2 separate regions of the Sus scrofa genome follow, and region 2 is linked to region 1. The links are chromatin contacts, called in public Hi-C maps. All regions are on one chromosome and are shown on one strand. Each heading gives the region's core, a stretch centred on a gene start, on an enhancer-like site or on the middle of the called end of the contact. The rest is flanking DNA. Distances are from core to core; before and after follow the strand shown.

What was found. Hi-C and Micro-C count contacts between places; a contact is called where the count stands out from the background.
Region 2: a contact with region 1 is called in a Hi-C map of heart right ventricle, with 2.4 times the contacts expected there. The contact joins the promoter of RANGAP1 here to the promoter of XRCC6 in region 1. A contact is called at or near these places in 1 of 47 Hi-C or Micro-C datasets (heart right ventricle) and 1 of 2 datasets of contacts at active chromatin or transcription factors (alveolar macrophages).

The regions. Positions count from the first base shown.
Region 1 is chr5:6,927,249-6,931,782 of Sscrofa11.1, reverse strand. It overlaps XRCC6 (X-ray repair cross complementing 6), which reads left to right and starts at 2,702. Exons shown (of 13, transcript NM_001190185.1): 1 at 2,702-2,724; 2 at 3,348-3,435. The coding sequence starts at 3,363. DESI1 (desumoylating isopeptidase 1) reads right to left here and starts at 2,412. Exons shown (of 6, transcript NM_001243397.1): 1 at 2,136-2,412. The coding sequence starts at 2,223.
Region 2 is chr5:7,208,371-7,213,057 of Sscrofa11.1, reverse strand. RANGAP1 (ran GTPase-activating protein 1) reads right to left here and starts at 2,084. Exons shown (of 17, transcript XM_021091461.1): 1 at 1,836-2,084. It overlaps LOC110260635 (a long non-coding RNA gene), which reads right to left. Exons shown (of 2, transcript XR_002343885.1): 2 at 4,022-4,687.

The sequences.
Region 1 (4,534 bases), core at 1,453-3,952:
TCTTGACATAGAACATCTTTGTTTATCACATCATCAGTTAAGCTTAACACTGGCACTAGCACATAGTAGGCACTCAATAAATATCTGTTACATGAATCATGAACCAATGACTCTGAGGCCTTTTCTGCTAAAATCAATAACTATGCAATAAAAGAACCAAAAACATCCAGTGTAAAGGGAGAAGCTTTATGTATGGTTCTAGGAAATATCTAACACCTCACCATGACCAAACTAACAAAATGGCTCCGTTCCAAGAAGCTGAGTTCGAAATTGACTGATGTAATCTATTAGTGACTAGCATCTTCCTCAAACAGTGACTTTGTAAATTTTGCTTTCAAATTTGCCTTACTCATTTTAACAACTGGTAATCTAGGCCCAAACTTCTAATAATGGATCACATAAGAATTATCTGAGGAGTTTATCAAAAACACACATTTATGGATCAAAACTTCAGATGGTTCTTATTTAGTACTTGTGTAATAAGGCTCTAGAATCCATATATTTAAAACTTTGCTTACTTTGAACAGAGAATACATGTATGTAGGACACAAGTCAAAAGATATAAAAAAGTCTACAGCAAGGTCTTCCACTTCTGTCCCCCAGGGTTAAGTTCCTCTTTCCATAAGCTACTACTGTTAGCAATTTTCTTATGTATAATTATTTGCCTAAGAAAGCATGTACATAACTGTTGCTTTATTTTTTTAATTTTTTGGTCTTTTTGCTATTTCTTTGGGCCGCTCCCGCAGCATATGGAGGTTCCCAGGCTAGGGGTCCAATCGGAGCTGTAGCCACCGGCCTACGCCAGAGCCACAGCAACGCGGGATCCGAGCTGCGTCTGCAACCTACACCACAGCTCAAGGCAACGCCAGATCCTTAACCCACTGAGCAAGGGCAGGGACCGAACCCGCAACCTCATGGTTCCCAGTCGGATTCGTTAACCACTGCGCCACGACGGGAACTCCATAACTGTTGCTTTAAACATACTTGCGTATCTAAAGAACTGTTCCAACTTCATTTTCCCTATTCCCACTTAACAGGGTATGTTGGAAATGAACGTATATTTCTATATTTTTAACAAGCATCCTAGGTGATTCTGATGTGAAGCCGAATACAGGACTCATTCACTGGCCCAGGGTCAACCCCCTGAGACACATTAGAAACTCAAGGACATTAAAACTCCAAAGTAGCCTGGCTTACTTGACCTCTGCCATCTTGTCTCAGGAACATAAACATTCTCTAATGTCTCCCCAGAAGCCAGGAAAAACTAGCCATTCAAATGGATGTTGCCAAAGCTGTTCAGTTTTCAATTCCCAGAATCCTTTCCTGCCTAGTACCATCTGAAATCACACACCTGACAACTCCTGCATTACACAAGACATTTTGGTATTTGGGTTATAGAGAGGTTTGATCTACACTGAACTAGGGCTGACTTCCTCTCCTGGGGGTAAGTAGTTTAATGGAGCACTACGGAAACCCTTCCCTTACTAATCCTTACGCGCACAACAGCATCCTATTCTCCCCCAGAATTGCTTTCTTACCATCTGGGCAGAAACGGTGAACTCAGAAACTGCTGAGAAGACGTCAGGGTCAGACCGAACTTGTTGATTTCTTGAGTTCGGGCTCCAGCCGACCCGACTTAGCTGGGCGCCTGTGCAGCTCTAGCTCTCCCTTCCCACCTACCCCAGGGACTGCAGGAGTTCCCTTTTGGCACGGAGGGAGGGCTCTCCTCCGCAGTGTCCCTTTCACCGCGAGGGGAACCGCGCGCCAGGCATCTGCACCATCTCCACACAGCGCCGAGGAAGAAGGAGCGTAGACGGCTCCTCAGGCGACGAGTCAAGGCGCCCACCGGGACCCAGAGCCGGCTTCCCCCACCTCCCGGCTGAAGGGGCTCTGAAGGGCTACGGGAGGGTGTGACTCCGCCATCCTTTCTCCCTGAATTCAAACGTGAAGATGGGCCAGTGGGGCTGAAGGGGCCCAACCTCAGACTCACTCCTTCTCCACTCGGGCTGTTCTCCATCCCGTGGGCCCCGCGCCTCCCCCTCAGCCGTGGCCCAGGCCTCCCCACCTCGGCCCGCCGTCCCGGCACCCTCGCGCCCGGCTCCCGCCCCCCCTGCCGCCCGCCCCATTCCCCTCACCCAGCATGATGGGGCTGAGCCGCCGGGCCAGGCCCTTGGACAGGTCGTACACGTAGAGCTTCACCGGATAGAGATTCGGCGGCTCCATCGGGACCCGTGGCGGCTGGGGCCACGAAGTCCCTCAGGCACCCGGCAGCGGCTAGGACCTTCCCGTACCCGACGGGGGCGGGGAGCGGAGGGAGGGGGGAGACCGAGCCCGGGCCCGGCCTGAGGGGCGGGGGAGAGGCCGCCCAGCGCTGCTCGCGCCCCCGCACCCGCCACCGGCAACGACTACTATGAGGTGACAGAGCGCGGACGGGCAGGGTCCTCGCGGAAGACCGGGCGGGGGCGGGGACGCATTCTCGCGCATGTGCGCGCAGCCCTGACGGCCGGCGGGGGGCGGGGTTTCGACGGAGGGCGGGGCTCTGCGGACGGGGTGGGGTTAGAGCGGGACTCCTGTGGAAAGGGCCTTGTGGGAGTGGGCGTGTCAGCGGGACGGGGAAAGGACGCACTCTGCGTGGTGACGTAAGGGGCTTTGATTGGGAGCGAGAACTGGACGTGTGTGGCGCCCCGCCTTCTCCCGGTAATTGATCTTTTCTTTGCGCCCAAGGTAGGCGGGAGGGAGTTGTGTTCTGTGTTTGTTGCTCGCTGGTTGGGGCTGGCTTCGTCCTGCTTTGCCCACTCAGCCTTGCGCATCCCAGTAGCCTCTCCGCGGGACAGTGTCAGCCAGAAGTGTGGGGACTCGAGGCGTGGAGACAGCTTCTCTGATTCCCTTTCCTTCCTCCCGGGGGGAGACAGCACCCGGTGTTGGAGGTCCACTTGCGTTTGAGAAACCTCACTAGGCAAAGCTGAAGAATTGGGGCAGATGTGGGGGCGGGATGAAGACAGGTGGATCTGCTTAAGGACCGAGTACCCTGAACTAGGGATCTCTGAAGTCCAGATGACTGGACCTCCAGGTCAGACTGCCCTGGCACAACCTTCAGAGTGGTCAGCCCAGGCCGCTGGCCCTGAAGTGTCCTTAAGGAATAGCTAAGGTGAAGCTGCTTCTGGAATGATCCCCATGCCCATTTATCTCTGCACCTCAATTACCAAGCTCTTCAGGTAGCAGGATCCAGCATCCGCATACCTCTCGAGTAACCTCCAGCCTTTAGGACAGATCTCAGAGGAGCCTAGGAGTTGATAGCTTTTAGGTTTAAATTTGCTTGTTACTGACCTTAACTTTCCTTCACCTAGTGAGCAGTAACCAACATGTCAGGGTGGGAGTCTTATTACAAAAACCAGGGCGATGAAGAAGAAGAGGAGGAGGGCCGTGAAACGGGTGGTGAGTGACTTTCACTAACATGTACGGATCCGTGTGTGAAAGACTTTCCCTGCCTCTCTCTGTTGGGTGACCTTTGCTGTCTCATGGCCCACCCTTTTCTCCCAAGAGAATCTCAAATACTTTTCTCTCTTTGAACTTTGCAGAGCTACTCTTAGTCTTCACGACATTATAACCTTAAACTTTATTTTTATTTTTGATTTTTAGGGCCGCACCCGTGCCATATGGAGGTTCCCAGGCTAGGGGTCCAATTGGAGCTACAGCTGCTGGCCTACGCCACAGCAACGCAGATCCAAGCTGCATCTGCGACCTACACCATAGCTCATGGCAACGCCGGGTCCTTAAACCACTGAGCGAGGCCAGGGATCGAACCTGAAACCTCACAGTTCCTAGTCAGATTCGTTAACCACTGCGCCACGATGGGAGCTCCAGACTTTCTTTTTAAATTAAAATATAGTTGATGTACAATGTTGTGACAGTTTCTGCCATACAGCAAAGTGACCCAGTCACATATATATACACAAATATATACACATTTCCTTTCTTATTGTATCTTTCTTGTTTTTTTTTTAGGGCTGCACCTGAGGCATATGGAGGTTCCCAGGCTCGGGGTCCAATCGGAGCTACAGCTGCCAGCCTACACCACAGCAATGTGGGATCCGAACTGTGTCTGTGATGTACACCACATTTCACGGCAAAAACTGGATCCTTTAACCCACTGAATGAGGCCACGGATCAAACCCACATCCTCATGGATACTAGTTGGGTTTGTAACCTGCTGAGCCTCAAAGAGAACTCCCTGGAAGTTTTTGCATAAGAATTTTTCCATATCTGAGGAGTGCCTATTGTGGCTCAGCAGGTTAAGAACCCGATATAGAGGCTTTGAGGATGCAGGTTTGATCCCTGGCCTCACTCAGTGGGTTAAGGATCAGGCCTTGCTGCAAGCTGAGGTGTAGGTCACAGATGAGGTTCAGATCCATTGTGGCTGTGGCTGTGGCATAGGTCAGCAGCTGTAGCTCCTATTCAGCACATAGCTCGGGAACTTCCATATGCTGCAGGTGAGGCTGTAAAAAGAAAAAGAAAAAAATATATTTTCCATATC
Region 2 (4,687 bases), core at 835-3,334, 280 kb before region 1:
TAAGGGATCCAGGTCATCCATCCCAAGGAATCCCCCGCCACCCCCGCTGGCATGACTCTGGGGGTGGGGCACAGGGGTCAGCCCACTGCACGTCTGGTTTCAATCTTGGCCAGAAGCCTTATCAGCCCAGGGTAGCCAGACCTCGGGGGTTCCTAGGAGACCAGAAATCTCTACATCACAACAGCCACCATCACAATAGAGCAAAAGGACAGAGCTGTTGAAAAAAAAGAGCTTCCAGCCTAGGGTTCAACAGATCGGTAGAAAGGGTCACTTCACTTCCCCGAAGAGAAATGACAGGTAATCGGGGAAGAATAATGATATTTAGTGTCCCAGATGTTGATAAGAAAAAAAAATTAAGAGGGGAAGGGACAAAGAGGTGTGTTGTTTTGGGGGGGTTTACTGCAATTTAAAGCAGAATGGTTAGAGAAGGTATCATTAAGAAAGAAACAAAGGCTTGAAGGATATCGGGGATTGAGCCATTCAAGTATCTGGGGGAAGAACATTCCTGCAAAAGAAACAGCAAATGCAAAGGCTCCCGTAGGGGAAGGGTGGTTAGAGGAACTGCAAGGAGGGCAGGGGGGCTAGAGCGAGCACAGAGGGGAAGGGGGAAAAGAGGTGAGCGATGAGGAAAAGAGAAATGAAGAAGGGCCTCCGTCGCAAATGGCATTTTAAGAACTCTGGCTTTTACTGTGAGTGACAAATTGAACCAATGATAGAGAGACGGTGGTCTGACAGGTGTGTTGACAGGACCACCTCATCCGCTGCTCCAAGAATGAAGGGATGAAATGGAATAAAAATTAGGAGTTCCCGTCGTGGCTCAGTGGTTAACGAATCTGACTAGGAACCATGAGGTTGCGGGTTTGATCCCTGGCCTTGCTCAGTGGGTTAAGGATCCGGCGTTGCTGTGAGCCGTGGTGTAGGTCACAGACGCGGCTCAGATCCCCCATTGCTGTGGCTCTGGCGTAGGCTGGAGGCTACAGCTCCAATTAGACCCCTAGCCCAGGAACCTCCATGTGCTGCAGGTGCGGCCCTAGAAAAAGACAAAAAAAAAAAAAAAGAATAAAAACTAGCCCGAACCCCACCCCCACCTCTTGTAGTTCTGGTATGAGACAATTTGAGGCTAGAAAAATGAAGGGGAGGCCACCAGATGGAATAGGAACACAGAACTTCAGCTGGAGAAGGGTCCATTTCTCAGTCCAGTACACTCACACCATCCACTATAAAGACTAAGGGACTGGCACACAGAGAGGTGAACTGATTGGTCCAAGGTCTGCAAAGGGCCAGCAAAGCAAAGACTGTCATTACACACACTCTGGACAGGAGTGTCGCAGATTGCCACAGGTACACAGGCACCGCTCCCGTCAAGTGCTAGCAGTGACTCACACTGGCCCCGGGGTCTGCGGCGCCAGTCCAGGCCCTCCGCGCGGCTGTGGGCCCATCGGGTGGTGGCCGCGGAGAAGCGACGCGCGTGTTCAAGCCACAAATGACAAGCGGGAAGCATGGGAGCCCCATCCGGGATCCCAGGCGGACGCGCACCGCCCCCAGATGACACCGACGCTAACAGGACGACGCCACTGCTGGCAGCTGCGGGCTAGGCGGCCGGGGTGGGCCTGACACCTTCTCCAAACTTCAGTTTCCTTACTTGCGTAAATGGCCAGCGCCCCACTCTCACCCCCCTCGCGCGCTCGGCCATCGAGGGCACGAAGAGCTCGGCCGAGAGGGCACGCAGAAAGCGCCCCGGGGAATCATACCTTCCTTGCCCAGTTCCAGGACCGCGCCGCCCCCGCCCCAATCCCAGGCAGGTGACAGATAAAGGCAAGGGACCCGGCTCCTACCGTAAACAGGCGGCGCCGCCGCCGCGTGGGGAGACCGGAGCGCGCGCGTTCGCCCAGGTGGGCGAGGACTGATTTAGGGTCCGGGTCAGATCAGGTCGGGGTCGCTGCCTCCAGTCCAGAGGCCCGATGCCCAGCCCACCTGTCCGTCAGCAATCCCAGCGGTTCTCGCCGCTCGCACCTTCAACACCACCTGCTCCGCGCACCGCGGCGGATGATGGCGGAGGAGGAGGATTTTGAAAGCCGGCAGTTTCTTTCCTTCGATTTGATTTGTTGGAGGCCCGGTCCGGCTCCCCCTTCCCCCTACGCGCGTGGCCTGTCGGGTACGGTAGTCCAGTTCTCCTGCGCGGGACTCAGCGGGGCGCCGCAGGACAGCGCCCGCGGACTACAATTCCCGTGAGGCACCATGTCCAGGGCCCTTCGCGAGTCCCTCTTTGCCCACCCTTTTCGGCTTCTGGCTTTTTCTCCGGGAGGCCACTGGGCGGCGTTTAGCGGTGAGAGCCCAGAGCGACCACAATTCCCTACATGCCTTGCGGCCGGACCATCTGATCCCTTCCGGAAAGGTCCCGGTTCACGTAACTTTATTGACAAAGGCTGCCACTGCCGAAGGCTGGCTGCTGGATCTATTCAGCAAGAAATAGGTATCCATTTCCTAAAGGGAAAGCCTCGGCTTTTTTTTGTCCCATGAAATTGGAAGGACATTCGAAGCCTCTGACATAAATAGCCACAAATTAAAAAGGGGAGGAAAAGGGGGGAATGGTAACCCGATAGCAGAGAAACTTCCACACCACTTTAACTGATCCACTTAACGTCAGTAACCAGACAAACTGACATTCGTCGCACACTTCCCGCAGAGATGTACTGAGAAGGACACAGCATCACCATCCGCATAAAATTAATCATGGGGAAACATGAGGCATTCCTAAACCGAGGGACATGCTACAGAATAACGAGGTCGTGCTCTTCCAAATATGTCTGTGTCATGAAAGACAAAGAACAGCTGAGGAGGAGCTCCCGCTGTGGCCGAACTGGATCCACGCCTTGGAAGCGCTAGGACGCCCGTCTGATCCCCATTCAGGCACAGTGGGTTAAAGGATCCGGAGTTGCCCCTTCAGCTTAGGTTGCAACTGAGGCTCGAATCTGATCCTGGCCCAGGAGCTCCATATCCGCGAGGCAACCAAAAATGAAAATAAATAAATAAAATAAAAAAGAAAAGCTAAGGAATTATTGCAGATTAAAGACACGATTGGGGGAGTTCCTGTTGTATCTCAGGGGGTTACAAACCCTACTGGTATCCCTGAGGATGCGGGTTCGATCCCTGGCCTTGCTCTGTGTGTTAAGGATCCAGCTGTTGCTGCGATCCATGATGTAGAGTCACAGATGCGGCTTGGATCCAGTGTTGCTGTGGCTGATGCTTAGGCCTGCAGCTGCAGCTCAGATTCCACCCCCAGCCTGGGCACGTCCATATACCTAGAGTGTGGCCCTAAAAGAGTGAAAAATAAAAATAAAGACACAATTGGAGTTCCCTCCTATCTCAGCGTGAAAGATCCCAGGGCCCTGACAGCAGGTTAGATCCCTGGCCCTGGAACTTCCACATGTGTGGGGGCTGGAGGGATGGATTAAAAAATAAATAACAAACATAAAAGGAGAGGATAATTAAATTCAATACATGGTCCTGGATTGGATCCTGCTGGTGGAGTGGGGGAGGAATTACTACAAAGAGCAATATTGAGACAGCACAATTTGTATGTTGGATACCACTATTGCATCAATGTTAAACTTTCTGATTTTTTTTTTTTTTTCCTTTCTAGGGCCTCACCCACAGCATATGGAAGTTCCCAGGCTAAGGTGGAATAGAACTGCAGCTGCAAGTCTATGCTACAGCCACAGCCACACCAGATCGAGCAGTGTTTGCAACCTACACCACAGGTCAGGACAGTGTCAGATCCTTAACCCACTAAGTGAGGCCAGAGATTGCACCCATGTCCTCATGGATACTAGTCAGGCTTTTTACCCAGGAAACCACAGCAGGAACTTCCAACCTTCTGATTTTTATTTTTGTACTGAGTTATGTAAAGACCACCCTTATTCTTGGGACTTATATTCTGAAATAATTAGGAGCATGAGGTCTGCCGTTGACCCTCAAGTGGCTCAAAAACTGTACATCTACAGAAAGAGAGAAAGGGAGAGAGAGTACAAGTGTGGCAAAATGTTAATAAGCGAATCTGGGTGAAAGTTGATAGGAGTTACATTTTCGCTACTTTTCTGCAGGTTCAAATTATTTTTTAAGTATTAGAACACAAATAGTTTTTTTCTTTTCACAAAGAACTTTTTAACCATTTTGCAAATAGCATGTGTTCTTTGTAAACATTCCAACCAACACAGAACAGGATAAAGAGAAAAGTAAACATTACCTGTGAAACTCCTAGTGCCCAGAAATAATCACTGTCAACATATGCCGCCCTCGTTTCCAAAGACACCACTCATAACTCAGCTCACGTACATGCTTCTGCATTCGCTGCCATTCAAGGTTAAATGCATTTTGTGCCAGATTCTTCCATATGCAGCTGATTTCATCTTTACAACCATCACTGCCACCCTTCCCCACATAGAGCTTAGAAAACTCAAGCTCCAGACCCCGTTCACACAACTATGAGATGTGGATCCTCTTCACGCTACCTCTCCTTCTCTGCTTACCAGACCCCTGTCAAATGCCACCTCCTCCAGGAAGCTTTCCTATGCCACTCCAGCCAGAATGAGTCCCCTTCCTCTGGGCCCCACAGCAAGCTACAAATCCCCATAGCAGTTGGTCTGTGAGGTTTTTCACAGTCAGAGGTAAAACTGTTCTTGGCAGC